Regions from separate parts of the Mus musculus genome. Here all the other regions are linked to region 2. The links are chromatin contacts, called in public HiCAR-type and promoter capture Hi-C maps. All regions are on one chromosome and are shown on one strand. The core of a region is the stretch at or near the end of the contact, and the rest is flanking DNA. Distances in the headings are between cores, read along the strand shown.

Region 1 (2,700 bases), core at 201-2,700, 2.0 Mb before region 2:
CTCTGCTTCTCCAGTCTGCAGAAGGTATTGTCATTGGTAACTCGGGTGGAGATGCCCATCCCACAGGTCTTAGAACAGGCGCTCCACTCTGTGGTCTGGACCAGGCAGTTGGCTCGCATCATAGTTGGGTCTGGGCCAAATGTGTCTTCCAGTCGGTAGGCTGTGAGAGCAGAACACACAAACACAAGGTAAAACATCCGGATAGGACAATTTCCCCTTAATTTGGTGGACTTGGGCATTGGCCCTGAAGTTGGGGAGAATGAATAACAGTAACTTTGAAGGTGACAACTCACCAGCTAGGGCAGGGCCAACTGCTGTGCGGTCCTTGGGCTCGTCACACACCCACTCCTCGCAGCATTTCCCAGGCAGCTTGACCCTTCTCGGGAAGGGGCAGTCAGGGCTGGGCAGGCGCACGTCCATGCTGCACAGGGGCACGCAGCCCACGGCCCCATCCAGGCAAGTGCATTGGTATTTGCAGCTGCTTTGGAAGGACTCACCGCTGCGGTACACCGACCCACCGAAGACACAGGGTGCACCATCTTTGGCTGCGGGAGAGGAAGACAAAGTTGTAGGTCAGGCGTAGGGTCACAGGGATCAGAACAGCTAGCTATATCACTGTACATGTCAAGGTGACGAGCTAGGGTCAGGACTGCAGGGGGCCGGTTGGAAGCAGCTGCGGATAGGGGCTTTTCTTTTTCTAGAGGGTATCACGCTGGACTTGAGAGAGGTGGTGGTCCAACACCAAAAGGTGAGGCCTCTGCAAAGGGGGCTGGAATGGGGCTGAGGGTCTTACCAGTGCACACTCCGATCTTGCGGTTGGCGGGGGAGCCGAAATCGCAGAAGAGGCCCTTGTGTGGGTCGCAGGGGTCACGCTCCGTACACAGTTCTCCCAGCTGCTTGGCGCAGACGCGGCAGCAGCCGCAGCCGTCCAGCACCAGGCTCACGCCGGCGGGGCAGTGCGGCGCTGCTTCGGCTGCGCACTGACATTGCGCGCTGCAGTCCTGGCCCATAGCAGGCTGCGGAGAGGAAGGGGAGGGAGGTCAGTCTGTGATCGCAGCTCACTCTGCCCTCCCTCCGTCCCTTCCGTCAGTCCCGGGGCTTACCCGGGTGCAGAGAGCGAGGAGCACCAAGGCGAGGCTGATGGGACCTGCGACGGAGGCGAGCATGATCGGGACGCGGTAGGAGGATGCACAGCAGGGTGCAGAGGCGACGAGAGGCGCGGCCGGAGCCTGGATTCGGACAGGGGCGGAGGTTGGTGTCTGGACGCTCCAGGCGGTGGCGTCTGGGGTTGTCGGCTGGGCTGGGGCTGCTGCCGTCTGGAGGAGGTCGGTCTCCTGGGGTCGGAGCTGGAGTGGATCTGGCTGAGTCTTCTTGGAGAGAAGAGCTGTGTGAGACTAGGCGGGCGGCGCTGGCTTTTATACGCTCCCGGGAGCCGGCTCGCCAAAGAACTGAATGGAGTCCTACACAAACAGGGACATTCCTCACATTCCTCCCCACCTTCCTGCCTCATCAACTCACACCGGATTGATCCTGACCCCTTGACACTCCACATTCCTCCGTCTGAAAAAGCTGGCACACTTTAGCTCGCCAGGAAAAAAAAAAAAGGCGCTGTGTTTCCAGCACAACACCAAGAAGTAAAACTTTCTCCATATCATCTTCTCACCCCTCCTGATGAAATATAACTTAGAAATAAACGATTATTTCTCTGATCTTTTCTTCTTAAAAATCTCTTTGCCAGTTCTGGCTACTGACATAAAAACTTCTCAAGACTCAAATAGCTCAAGAGGCAAATACCATGGGCCCCTAGAAATTAAAAAAAATATTTTTCTTTGTTTTGGATTTTTTTTTTTCTTTACGGGGCTGTAGTCTCTTGGTGTTCTTCTACTGAGAGGAGAAGGGTGCTTATAGCCATTTGAAATGCCTCCTCTCCTCCCAGAATTCCTATGTGCAACTTTTGTATCTGAAATACAGGCATTTGATCTTTGGTCACTGGAGATAACCATTTTGATGGCTGAAAGATATGAAAGCCAAGGATGTAGGTTCCCAGGGAGATTTTCAGCACTCTTTATGTAAGAACTTGTCTTCAGGGTCCAGGGAGGCAAGGGGAATGACTGGGCATGGCTTTTCTAGAAAAATAAGTTTATGAGTTCAGACCAAATGGCTGTGTTCAGAAGCTAAGTGTCAGGGAATATAGTGGGAGAAGAAAGAGGTATAAGGAGGCCAGTAGGGGTTCAGTTGGGATATTTTAAACATGGCTGTACTGAGGTCCAGGCTTGGATTTTTTTTTTTTAACTTATCCTAAAACCCATAATCTAACGATGTTGTTGGGGTTTGTTCTGTTTTGAAGTAAAGCACTTGTTTACATAACAGCAAAACCATAGACGGTTGTATCTAGTTATAATCCGGCTATAAACTAAGCATCAGTGCATAATATATTTTTACTGACTTCCCCAAGTGTCTACAATTAGTGATGAAGCCTCTTGCTACTCAAATAGCTTGCAGGCTCGTGGAGGGAGGTTAAATCAAGGAAAGCACAGCTTTATCCCCTGCTCGTGTGTTGATGTTAAAAGTAAACAATGTATCTAAGCTAGTCTCTGTTTCTTAGAACTGCTACTTAGTTTCTGTAAGGACCAATTTTATACACTGTGCATTCATTTAGGACCTGTGTTGTTTATTGGCTCTCTGTCTGTCTCTCTTTCT
Region 2 (2,700 bases), core at 26-2,525:
GAAAGAGAGAGGTCAAAGATGGCCCCAGGTGTCCATCCTCCATTAGATGAGGGAAGGAAAATCAGGCTAAGGCCCTAAGCCTGGAGCAAGGCATTTCTGGGGTGGGACCACTTCACTTCCGCGTGAGGCTTAGTGGATTCCGTTCCCAAATCATAAACATCCTTGGGTAGACCCATTCCCAGGTGGAAGGCTGTGAGTAACTTCTGTGTCGCTGAGCATTGGCGACTATTTGTAACATTCCACTTGGGAATGGAATGTATGATTGAAGCATGTGGCGCTGATGAGAAAGTATTAAGCAGAGGAAGAAGAGGGTCATTTGTATTGGGTTTGTCATACCACAATTAGTATATAGTCCCTTGAAAAAGAGATGAATAGAAAGAGGCACCAAGAAACAAACAAACAAGCGGACAAACAAAAAGGTGGAGGATTGTAAATCCACCGAGACAAGCATCTCGGTGAAGCACAGATAACACCATAAAAACTACTAAAGTTCTCTTTGGTAAGTTAAAGTATTCAACGAATCTCATTTTGAAAGGCAAGTTTCCAAGAAAGCAGGGACAAACAGGGGTGCAGTTTAGGGGCACGGAATAACTCATAATGTCCACTTGTTCCACACCGTTTGTTTGCGACAATAAGCAAAAAAGGTGTGTGCTCACAACTGAGGCTCTGATCCACCTTTCCAAGAGAGAGGAATGTGTACATTGCGTTACGTAAAGCAAATTGATGTAGCCCATCGTTGCAGTAGCTCCTGTTTCAATACATAAAGTCCCAAGGAGACTTCGGTCCCCGCATGTAGGGCTCTGGGTCACTCCGCGTCGCACTGAACCCTGCATTCCCGTTTCCACACATACGACACGCTCCCGGGCTGCGCGCGCACACGCACTCCCACGCACACGCACAGTCCGAAGGGGCTCGTGGGGACGACTGTCCCCTCTAGCGGTCACCCGAGCCAGCCCGGCCGTCTCACGTTACCTCCCGCGCAGGCAGGATGCCCTCCGCCGCTGGCTCCACAGCTGCCTTCGGTCTCCGCCTCTCTCCCCTTCTGGTTCAGCAGATTGGGGCCCTCTGTGTTTTCAACAGGTACCATGGTCACGGTAGTACTTACAGCTTCTCGCTCGCCACCGGACCACCCAGACCTACCGCGCTGACAGCAGTGGTCACTGTCCCCATGGGCAGCATGCTAAAGAAGAGTGGGAGGGGTTTGAGTGGGGGGGCGACCTTCGGGCAAAGCCAGTGTGATTTGTAACCAACTTTGTTTCTATTTCCGAAGGCTTTGCCCTTTTCGGTGACACAGGCTGTTGCTATTCCAAGCAGCCTATCACAGGCAAGGGGAGGGCCGTGTCTCCAGGATTGTTTTGCCTTTAGATGCGAGTTGGAAGCAAGAGGTTAAAAAGACTTGGGACTCAAAGGCAGTGTTTGGCCACCGGCTAGGGCTAGCTCTTGTGTTCCCGCAATTTGAAAAGCAGCTTAGAAAAAGAAGCATGCAGATTTAAATGCAAGTCTGCAAGCCAAGAGTAGGGAACAAATACTCACAGATGGTATCAGTTAATCTCGCCGAAGAGGAACATTTTATGTAAAGACATACCAGAAGGAAAAGTATTAATATTTCTTTTGTGGGCAAGCCTATTGCCCTAAAAGCCACAACACTCACCAGCTTAAACAAAGCGTAAAAGTTGTTTGTTTCAACGGGATTTGGGTCTAGGTAAATGCCTAGCATAGCTTTCTCTCTAGGCCCGTGGTACGGATCAAGGCCTGCTCCCAACTCCAGTCGCATGGATTCTTTAGACACTTTCTAGCCTGAGTTTATAGCAAGATAGTCCTTTTAAAAATGCACAGTTGACCTGAAAGCGAGGCAAACAGAGGATCTTCTGTCAGGTTGCTCGCTGGCTTGGCTGGCGGGAGGACACTCGGTATTCAGAGATGACTGGAGCTGTTGTAACATGAAACAAATCAGGGCACCAGAGGGAGGGGTGTTTTACTGGTCTATGAATGTGTACTTACATAAACAATCAGACAGACTGACATATTTTACCATCCGTTCTGTCCTTAGCAAATCATATCCACTGAGAAAACTGTGACATCACCTTAGAAACCACTGGGGTAAAAACTTAAACGTATGAAGTACTTTATAAGACAGAAATCAATGCTGGTTGTGTGACCTCGAGCGATTCTTTTCCCAAATAAAGCGCGTTAGAGAAAATGGGAGCTAAAGTAGCTTGCCTAAGCTTTGTAGAGCAGGCTGTGGCTCAGTGGTAGAGCCTACTACACACAAGGTCCTGGATTCAGAGTGCCAGAGCTGCACCAAACAAACAAATACACCCAGTGCTCTCGAACTCTTCAGAGCTGGTCAGGGGTGGACGGTAATTCTCCGGAGTTCTAACATTCCAGCCCTGTCCAACACTCTTTAGTTCTCCTCAACCTTAAGAGATGCCAGGAAACACAGATTCTCATACTAGCCATTCCTCTGTGAGGGAAAGCAGGTCTGCACTTGTCTAAGCAGTGACCTGTGTTTACTTATTTTGCACACACTTTGCGTCATCACTAGGTTTTTCATTAGCATCATTTGAACACCTCTTCCCTAGGCATTGCTGTATTATGCTTTAGGAAAGACATGGAAACAGATTCAACTATAATTTATTTAGTATGCAACGAGCATTGGCTACACACCTGATGTTTGTGCCGGTCATTCTAGGAAGAATC
Region 3 (2,700 bases), core at 173-2,672, 1.3 Mb before region 2:
AGTCTGTGACAGCATTGTGCTTTCACAGTGGGTTAAAGTGGAGGAAGGAACCACTGATATGCAAGACCTGGGTGTTTAGACACTGCAGGCAGGATATCACCAAATTACATATAAGGTCTCTGCCAGCTAATGCCTTAGATGCTGTTCACAGAAAACCAATCTATTCCCAATAGGTGGTAGTGGTGCTTAGCTGTTTGGTTTTTGAGATAAGGACTCATATGACCCAGGTTGGCCTTGAACTCTTGATCCTTCTGCCTCCATTTCTGGAGTGTTGGGATTATACGTGTGCACCACAATGCCCAGCCTAGACGGGCAATTTTTGTTCACTTGTTGGAAACTTTCTTACCTGCATGTAATGTGTTTTGATCAAGCCCATCCCCCTGCCCTTCACCTCCACCCTCTCCCTTCCCCTCCCTACCAACTCCTCCCAACCTTGTGTACTCTCTCTGGCTTTAACCTTCTGAACCCACATGGCACTGCCAGTCTGTACATAGATTCAGGGCCATCAACTAGGGCCCAGGAAGTCCCTCCATCCATGTTGAAGTTTTGTCCAACTTCATCTTGTACATGCAAGAAGTTTGAATCCATGCATGGAGTGTCTCTGCCATGTCTGGACCTCTTACTCTTAAAATCTTCCCACCTCCTCTTCCTGCCTCCTCTCCCATGATCATCCCTACCTTGGGATACTTTCACTAAAATCTTTTCCCCATACATATTTAAAGTATATATAATCAGTTCTCAAACTATACTTATTTTTAGTACCTAAAAGTACGAGTTTCTATTAGTACAGTAATTAAAAAAAAAATAAAAGCCACAGGAAGGGACCGAGATGCAGATAGTATAGATACAAGATGATAATAGATAGCCAGGCAGACAGACAGACAAGCAGACAGATCCCCCACCCCTCCTCCCGACAACTCTATTTTCTAAGTGAAGTGACTTTAAAATGAAGCAATCACATTCCCTTCAGGTTTACTATGCTGTTCCCCTTGTCTTTCTTTTGTGAAGTGGGGATTCACAATGATCACAAATTCTGCTCCTGAGGTCCCTCTGCCTCACCTAGGGGGACACCTGTACCAAACACATCAGTGGGTCCTCATGAAAAACCCCCACTCTTTTCTGGGGTTGTAAATATTCATCTCAGAAAACGAGACATGTTGTCAAAAGGTAGTAAATTCTTTTGTTTCCACATTTTAACTGAGCTGCCTTTAACTGCAAATTTACAGTAAGCCCTGACTGACTCTCTAACCATCTGTAATCTTGCTTATTCTCTCTGCATGTGACAAAAAGCAAACAAGGACAAACAATCTCACTGCTTTACAGTAGTGGAGGCATTTTACTTAACACTCGAAGAAGAGAAAACACAGATCTTTCCCTTCACATCCCGTCTCCATGTACCTGCTGGGCTTCAAAAGATGCCATCGTGACTGCTTTGTGGAAGAAGCTGTCTCTTCTCCGCTCCCTGTGAATGCTAACGCTGAACTGTAAGACATGAGCTATGTTAACTGTGCTGCTTTATAATTTAACAATTGGTCTCAAGGGCATTGGATGTGTGCTGGGGAGAAGGGGAGGGCCCTGGTCATTCTGAAGTTTAACAGCTTAAGTGACCCTGACTACCCCTCTGTCCTTTTAGGAATCTCTGCTTGCTTTTGTTTTCATTACCCCCGGCACACTGAATGCTCTAAAACAGCTAGCCTGTAAAGGCTGTAATAGTTAATGGAACTCCTTCAGTTATCGGAGGCTCTCAATTCTGATTACATAAAGTTAGAATTCATGGAGAGATGTAGACTAGATAGGTGTCCCCTGCCACTTTAGGATGACCAGAATGAAGAAGCACAGTCCATACTTTATATCACATTTTATACTCACGGGATTTTCTCATCCACCGTTTTCCTGTATTTGGCTAGGGTGCAGCTCAGTGCTCCTAACCCTGCAGGAGTTACACGGTTATCACTGCCTTAAGTAACTCCACGAAGGCGCTCACATCCTCTCAGATATCATGTCTTTAAATCTGTTTACATCTAATCACAGATGCCTGTAGTTTTATTCTTCTTCTTTTGATATGAGAAAGTTTATTTTCCTCTGCTAGGATACACTGGTCGTTATATGACACCAGGTTCCTGCTTGGGGTTTAGCTATGCCTGTTGTCAGTGACCTTGGCTATTGTGGTAACGACTTTGGATCATTAAACTCGGATAGCCACGTGGGTAAACTGAGCTTTGAAGGGCTTTAGAGGACTCACTGATTTTCTGTCTCCCTCTGGAAGATCTTAGTGAGATTTTAGCAAGGTACTCTGCATTTTCACTTCTCTGGTCCCTACAAAATATATAAGTGACTTGATTTGACCTTTCTTGATAGCTTTCCATAAGGGAGAAAGATTAAAAAAAAAACATCACCCATTTAGAAATTCTGAGCAATGCAAGCTTATTACAACATAATCAGAAAATTTATATTTTTAAAGAAACATTCTAAATACACATATCAACCCAAATGATTATGAAGTTAGGAATTAATTTTTAATATGTAGCCGACAGCATTTCTACTCAAGAGTTTCCAATATCTTTCTTGGCTCTGTAAGGAATTATGCAAGTATTCTTAGAGGACAGGATATAGCTCAGTGATAGATCTCCAGCAATAAAAATGATTTTTATTATCTCCATCGTCGTCATCATCATAACCATCATCATTGTCATTGTCACC

Evidence for each region. Promoter capture Hi-C pulls out the DNA fragments that hold promoters and counts their contacts. HiCAR-type assays count read pairs that join an accessible place to other places.
Region 1: a contact with region 2 is called in a HiCAR-type map of astrocytes, with 4 times the contacts expected there. The contact joins the promoter of Ccn2 here to the promoter of Slc2a12 in region 2. A contact is called at or near these places in 1 of 39 promoter capture datasets (embryonic stem cells) and 1 of 115 datasets of contacts at active chromatin or transcription factors (astrocytes).
Region 3: a contact with region 2 is called in a promoter capture Hi-C map of embryonic stem cells, with 8 times the contacts expected there. The contact joins the promoter of Taar2 here to the promoter of Slc2a12 in region 2.

Annotation. Positions count from the first base shown.
Region 1 is chr10:24,594,192-24,596,891 of GRCm38.p6, reverse strand. It overlaps Ccn2 (cellular communication network factor 2), which reads right to left and starts at 1,450. Exons shown (of 5, transcript NM_010217.2): 1 at 1,104-1,450; 2 at 794-1,016; 3 at 294-545; 4 at 1-160. The coding sequence starts at 1,166. It overlaps Gm15270 (predicted gene 15270), which reads left to right and starts at 1,089. Exons shown (of 5, transcript NR_163910.1): 1 at 1,089-1,251.
Region 2 is chr10:22,643,586-22,646,285 of GRCm38.p6, reverse strand. Slc2a12 (solute carrier family 2 (facilitated glucose transporter), member 12) reads right to left here and starts at 1,275. Exons shown (of 5, transcript NM_178934.4): 1 at 973-1,275. The coding sequence starts at 1,087.
Region 3 is chr10:23,937,294-23,939,993 of GRCm38.p6, reverse strand. It overlaps Taar2 (trace amine-associated receptor 2), which reads right to left and starts at 1,422. Exons shown (of 2, transcript NM_001007266.1): 1 at 1,399-1,422. The coding sequence starts at 1,422.